2 separate regions of the Pan troglodytes genome follow, and region 1 is linked to region 2. The links are chromatin contacts, called in public HiChIP or PLAC-seq maps. All regions are on one chromosome and are shown on one strand. Each heading gives the region's core, a stretch centred on a gene start, on an enhancer-like site or on the middle of the called end of the contact. The rest is flanking DNA. Distances are from core to core; before and after follow the strand shown.

Evidence for each region. HiChIP or PLAC-seq counts read pairs in DNA pulled down with a chosen protein or histone mark.
Region 1: a contact with region 2 is called in an H3K4me3 HiChIP or PLAC-seq map of stem cell-derived excitatory neurons, with 2.0 times the contacts expected there. The contact joins the promoter of HCFC2 here to the promoter of TDG in region 2. A contact is called at or near these places in 1 of 1 datasets of contacts at active chromatin or transcription factors (stem cell-derived excitatory neurons) and 1 of 1 other capture datasets (stem cell-derived neural stem cells).

The regions. Positions count from the first base shown.
Region 1 is chr10:110,871,903-110,875,358 of NHGRI_mPanTro3-v2.0_pri, reverse strand. It overlaps HCFC2 (host cell factor C2), which reads right to left and starts at 1,296. Exons shown (of 15, transcript NM_001280186.1): 1 at 1,104-1,296. The coding sequence starts at 1,266. GLT8D2 (glycosyltransferase 8 domain containing 2) reads left to right here and starts at 1,355. Exons shown (of 12, transcript XM_024348027.3): 1 at 1,355-1,673.
Region 2 is chr10:110,775,448-110,778,815 of NHGRI_mPanTro3-v2.0_pri, reverse strand. TDG (thymine DNA glycosylase) reads right to left here and starts at 1,376. Exons shown (of 10, transcript XM_509324.7): 1 at 1,098-1,376. The coding sequence starts at 1,120. It overlaps UQCC6 (ubiquinol-cytochrome c reductase complex assembly factor 6), which reads left to right and starts at 1,430. Exons shown (of 3, transcript XM_003952277.4): 1 at 1,430-1,643.

The sequences.
Region 1 (3,456 bases), core at 47-2,546, 97 kb before region 2:
GCCCTGCTGGGTGAGTATAAAAATCTCTATTTTACAACTGAAAATTGTGAGGCTTAAAAAGGTTTGGTAACTTTAGCGCTGATCCTGGGCAACCGGCAGAGCAAGATTCAAATCAGGTCTAATTTGTTCCAAAGCCAGGGATTTTACACTAAGACCAAACTGTCAGTAACTTTTCACCTTCATATGCTGGGGCGCTGGGAGGAGGAGAGGGTGAACAAAATAAAACTTCTCAGACTCCACTATTTTGTTAACCTTCAAATTATTCCTGTGATTAAGTTGTTTGGTCAAAGAAAAGTTATCGGTCATGAAGTAGACCCAGAATTCCATCACTGTCTTTACACCAAACAGATTTCTTGTGACAGCCTGAGCATTTACAAGAGGAAAAAAAAATTAAATCCAGTCTCCTTTCTATTCCACAGAGGTCCTCAAAGATAGGGGCTCCCTGCCCAGGGGCACTTGTGATCTGCAGTGGTGCTCAAGTTATGACAGTCCTCTTTCCGAGGGCCAGTCCAGAAGGGCGCCCACACCGAGTATGCAGACACAAGGCCGCCTCACCACGTCCCCGCCGGTTTAGAGCGCGGCCCACGGAGGGGCTCTTGACCGTTACCTGCCAAACACCGGGTTGTATTTGAGGCGAGAGTGCCAGAAGGCCTCTCGTTTTCCCTCCTCACCCCCTAGACGGTCTTCCTCCTAAGGAAGGAAGGCAGGCAAAGACGGGAAGGCCCTAAGGAACTTTGGTTTGGAGTGGGTTTTGTTTTTTGACAGAGGCGAGATTTCGGGGAGTGGCCCAGGCGGTTGGACATGGTCTTCTGTCGCCTGCGTCCGCTTGTCGGGCTGGGGTGGGGGCGTCCGGGATCCCCCGCCTGAAGACCGGTGCGCCCCGCTCGGGGTCCGTTGCGCCCCAAGGGCCCCGGAGATCCAGAGCTGCGGTCCGGGACAGAGCTGCGGGACCCGGGCCGCCCGGCTGAGCCGCGCTCCCCGCCGCCCGCCCAAGGAAGCAGTGACCGGGCGGTGACAGCTGTCAGGGCCGCGGCCGCCGCCTCGCCTCCCCTCCCCCTCCGCAGCTCCAGCAGGCGGGGCCGACAAGCCGCCGCCGCGCCTACCCGTGTTGTAGACGTGCAGCTCATCCGCGATGCCCTCATTTCCCCCTCCAAAGATGATCATCAGCTCCCGGATGGCCACCGCTCGGTGTCCGTGCCGGGCGCGGGGGACCGGCCCCGTGAAGGAAGAAACTCGCCTCCAGTTGAGGAGGCTGGGAGCCGCCATCTTCCCAACCCCCGCCCCTCTGCCCACAATGCACCGCTCCCGCCTCAACCGGCTGCTCCCTGGGGAGGGCGGGGACCCGCCTCCAGCTGTGCTGGGGTCACGTGGCCGCGGGCGCCGGGGGCCAGGCTGGAGGCCCGCGGGCAGTGGAGAGACGCTGGGGAAGGGGGGTCCTGACAGGGGAGCCCCGCCCCCACCCCAGGCGACGTGGCCAGCGGCCACCCGGAGCAACGCACCTTAGGGTGGAAGGACGCTTCCCACTGACCACGTCTCCCATCCCCACCCAGAGCCTCCCGTTCGGTATTTTGGGAAGAAGCCACAGCATCTTCCTTTACGTCCACTTTAATTGAGCATCTAGGATGTGTGGGCGAAGCAGTCTCACAGGCAACGTGAGAGAAGCTCGGGTAGAGGTGCGAAGAGCTGGGAGCGCAGGGCGGGGACCTCGCACGGGAGGGTGCGGGCGGGAGCCTGCCTCGCGAGCCCGGGCCACGGCCGCTGCTCCCGACCGTGACTGGGACCCGGGCAGGGAAGGTCGCTACAAAGCCTGCCGGGCGAACCGAAGGCAGCTTTGTGCGGAGCCATGCCAGGAAGCTTGGGAACCGTGAGCCACAAGAGGTATTTTTGCTTTGTTTGGCTTAAGCAGAGGAGAGATGGTTTTCTAGGTTTCTGTTTCATTGCTAGCTAACAAGTGAGGGCTGTCCACAGCCTGGCATGCCCTAAGTGCCTCATGTGTATTAACTCATGTAATCCATCCAACAATCCAGTGAGGTGGCTCCTGTTATCTCCCTTTCATGGATGGGGAAATGAGGCACAGTGCAGTAAGGTAATTTTCTGATGGACACAAAGGAGAGGTGTTGAAAAAAAAGACTGGGGCCAGGATTCCAACACAGGGCTTCTGATTCCAGAACCCCCAAGCCCTTATATCATATACCATACTGCCTCTGATAGCAGTCATATCCAACCATTATACCATACTGCCTCTGGTAGCAGTCATACGCAACTCTTTATTTTTATTTATTTATTTTAGATAGGGTCTGGCTCTGTTGCCGGAATGCAGTGGCGCGATCAGAGCTCACTGCAAGCTCGAGCTCCTGGGCTCCAGTGATCCTCCTGCCTTGGCCTCCCAAAGTGCTGGAACTACAGGCATGAGCCACCGCACCCAGCCAATGCAACGCTTAATAAGGCCTAGCTGCCCTATGATTTGGTCCTACACATAATCACACAAGTCCATTAGGAATAAAACTGCACTGCATATGGGATTCATGCCAAATGAGTAGATTTTAGCCGCTCTTGCCACAGAGACACAAAAAGGGTTGGTGGTAACTATGTGAGATGATGGATATGTTAATATGCTTCACTATAGTAACCTTGTGACTGCCTGTTTCAGCTGTCCCCAACCTTTTTGGCACTAGGGACCGGTTTCATGGAAGACAATTTTTCCACGGACTTGGCAGGGGAGTGGGTGATATAGACTTGGCAGGAGGATGGGGGCTATGGTTTCGGCATGAAACTGTTCCACCTCATATCATCAGGCATAAGATTCTCATAGGGAGTACACAATTTAGATCCCTCCTATGGGCAGTTCACAGTAGGGTTCGAGCTCCTGTGAGAATCTAATGCGCGGTTGATCTGACAGGAGGCGGAGCTCAGGAAGGTCATGGGGGTTCCGAACAGGCCGAGGACTGGTTGCTGGGGACTGGGGACCCCTGGTCTATATGATATCAACTTCATATTGTATATCTTAAATATCCACAATACAAGTTATTTTTTAAAATTTTAATTGAAAAAGGACTGGGCATGGTGACTCACACCTGTAATCCCAGCACTTTTGGAGGCTGAGACAGAAGGATCCACTGATCCCAGGAGTTTGAGACCAGCTCGGTCAAGATGGTGAGATCCCATCTCTATTTTTATTAAAGAGAGATAAATAAGAGATACAAGTCCAGTGGAAGAAAAAATTGAAAGCAATTTAAATCCCTACCTCAGATTCTCAAGAGGTACTGAAAGGAGAACACAGACACTGTATAGTAAATTTCCTAAAACTCTTTTTTCCTCTTATTTTACCATTTTCAATTTCTCTTATATGCCTCATTCACCCAACTCCCTTAAACCTCAGCATGCTTCTCCACCTTCTCATCTATCTAAGCTTTTTTTGAGAGATAACTCTCTACGTTTTAAAAAGGAATTCTCAGG
Region 2 (3,368 bases), core at 127-2,626:
GTTTCAATTCTGCTCCTAAGTGAGGTTATGAGAGAGAGATTTCCACAAATTTTGGTGAATTCTCTTATTTGTAAAGTTCTTCTGGGAAAGAAGTGGAGTAATTTATTCCAGGACTTGATCCACAAAGTCAAGATAAAGTCCAAACTTTGTCTACATATATCTCTTTTCCTAAACTCTAATTTATTTTGGTTAGTGTGCCCTTTCATGTAACACCAATTCTCGGCATGTCAGAATCAGATTCCAGACATGCCAACTTTACAGACATGAACAGGCCCATATAAGTCTCTTGTATTGCCTAAATTCAGCTTCCATTAGCCACTGAGAGTTAGGATAATTCTTCATTAGGCATAGGTTTTTTTCCTTTTAATTTCAATGTAAATCATCACTCTTTATCTTTTAAAAAACTGTCACCATATCCATTTTTTAAAAGTTTAGTTTTCCGCCAGGAGTTCAAGTCCCTAAATCTCTTGCTTTTGCAAATCCTTCTCTTGACTCCCCCAAAGGACTTTTTAAAAACGGATTCTTAAGATCGTCCCCAAGGCCACTGGAAAACTCAAAGGTCATTTTTAGATTGACTACTCGAGAGTGGTATACATATTCCCACAACAAAATTATCTAACCCGTGACCCTTAACGTTGCTTTCAGTAGGCCTTTGGGGTGGGGGGAAGCCGCAACAAATCAACCAACTTTAAAATGAAAACTCCTGGAGCTGGAAATGTTCGACACTCATCTTTACAGCTCTCTGCGTGGTAATGGAGGGTGAAGGAAAACCCTTCTAGCCAAGAATGGCATCCAGAAAGACACATTAACCAAAGACTGCTGAATGCTTACTAATATATTTTATAGTCAACTAGTTATCGCGGGAAACCAAAGAAGGGTCCAGGTGCACCAGGTAACCCTCAGAGCAGCACCAACCTCCACCGCCACCGCCGCAGCCAGGGAAGGAAAGGCCGACCAGGCCACAGTGCGCACGCGCGGCCCCGGCCTTTGTATTCGGGCCGGGATTTAAAAGACCCCTGCGTGCGCGCGCTCGCCAGCCAGCCAGCCGCCCAGCAGTGAGGGGCGCAAGGGAGGGGCGGCGCTGGCCCCGGTATTACCTGCCCGCGTTCTCCGCTTCCATTCCCCGAGGCCGCTGATGCGGACGGCTCCACCTGCCAGGCACACGGGCAGCCGGTCTCTGTAGTACCGCGTGGTACTCACTGCGGTAAGACAACCCCAGAGACCTGGGCCCGATGGCTGGCAGTACCCAGACAGTGGCTGGACTCAAGCTCCTCCTCCAGGCTTCTACCGTCCCCCACGGACCCTCTTTCTGTGCTGCACTTCCGCCTCCTCGGAGCCAAATCCCACGCGTACTGGCCGTCACGTGATGCAGGACAGCCCAATCACGCTCACCCCCTTCTCGTTGGGCGCCCCAGCTCCGCCGCTTGGCCTTTCGGGAAGGGTGGAGGACCAGAAGACGGGGACAAGGAGCGCTCTGCTGACGTCAGCTTTTGTCTCCAGTATTTTCGGGGGCTGGTGGACGCGTGAGCTATAGGGTGCTGTCCTTGGGGTGCTGTGTATATGGGATGATGACGCTTATCAGCATTATCTAGTACTTTCCACCCCGAAATTCGCCCCGATTAAAGACTGTGTTGCATTATCAGGTAATGAGATGTGAGGGAGGGACTTTGAAAGTGGAAAACCTGGGCGTCGAGGCCACTGTGCCATCTTGGGCCTCAGTTTCCTTATCTGTGAAATGAGGGTGAATGTAAAGCTGCTGTGTAAAATGTAAAGCTCTACATAAACCACTCTCTGCATTACTTTGGATATATGAGAATATTAACGTTTGACGTCTACGAGACTAGATCCCATTCGAGCATCACCTCCCATAACCTTACAGACTAACCCCTCTTTTAAATCTCAGTGGTTCGTAATCTTACAGACTAACCCCTCTTTTATGTCTCAGTGGTTCTTGCAGCTGGCTTTTGTTTCATTAGTTCTCAATTTCTGTCACTGGTGTTTGTACTTTATTAAGGAACTCTTAATGGAATAGGCTTTTGGGTTTTTCTAGTTTGCAGGATGATGAAAAACATGGCTGCTGTATTTGTTGGCTTTCCTGAGTTTATTCATATAGTAACAGGTAACTCCAAACCTTCAGTGGTTTACAGCCACAGAAGTTTATTTCTCACTCACGTGATCTGTGAGCTGGGAGATGGCTGTGGCTCTGTGCTCCATGTATTTTCTTCATTCTAGGATCCAGGCTCTCATGAGTAAATACAGAAGGATTTTTGTAATATATCAACTGTTTAAAGTTTAAGTGAAACTTTTAAAACAGTACAGAACTTTTATGAATACCCTGTCCATTAGTAGACACTACTCAGAACCTGGCACATGGTAAATATTCAATGAATATATGTTGAGTGAATGAAAAAAGCCCATCCTCTCTGATTTTGCCAATGGCTCAGGACCATCGTCTAGAAAAGTCTTACAGCAGGTGGCTTGCCTCAGTTATTTCAGGGCATCCAGAAAGACACATTAATCAAAGACTGCTGAATGCTTTGGGAGAGAATTCTGGTGACTGAAAGTGTGTGTGAAGAGAGTAAACTTTTCTCAGGATGTCTGCACTCGGGGAATTACCCTTGGCAGCAAGGGCTTCCCTCACTGTGGGTTGCTGTGCTGGGTCCTGCCAGCTCCATTCATAACCTCAAGAGACCAGGGTCCTCTGCCCAATCTTGCATGGCAAAAGAAAGTTAACATGAGGAGGCCGGGCGTGGTGGCTCATGCCTGTAATCCCAGCACTTTGGGAGGCCGAGGCGGGTGGATCACCTGAGGTCAGGAGTTGGAGACCCACCTGGCCAACATGTCAAAACCCCATCTCTGTCACCTGTAGTCCCAGCTACTCGGGAGGCTGAGGTGGGAGAATCGCTTGAACCAGGGAGGCAGAGGTTGCAGTGAGCTGAGATCGAACCACTGCCCTCCAGCCTGGGCTACAGAGTGAGACTCCGTCTCAAAAAAAAAAAAAAAAAAAAAAAAAAAGGCTTATGGGAGGAGTTCTCGGTGAGGACACTGAACCTGAAAATGGTGAAGCAGTTGCAGCAAACTGGCTTTTATCCCATCAGTGTCTCTCTCTCAACATCCTGCATCTGAGTCTGGAAGACAAACTTTTTCTGCTTGTGAACCTGGCCCACCAGAGCTTTTAGCAATCTAGAAACAGAACTGGGAACTTCCTTGTAAACTTCCTGAAGATTGATAAATGACATCTATAAAAAAAAAACACAACTTGTCTTTATTCATTGCTCTGGTGCTGGTTTATGTAGAAAATCCTGTGGAACCTACAAAAAACCTAGTACAGCTAATAGGTGAGATTCGCAAGGTTGCAAGATAAAATA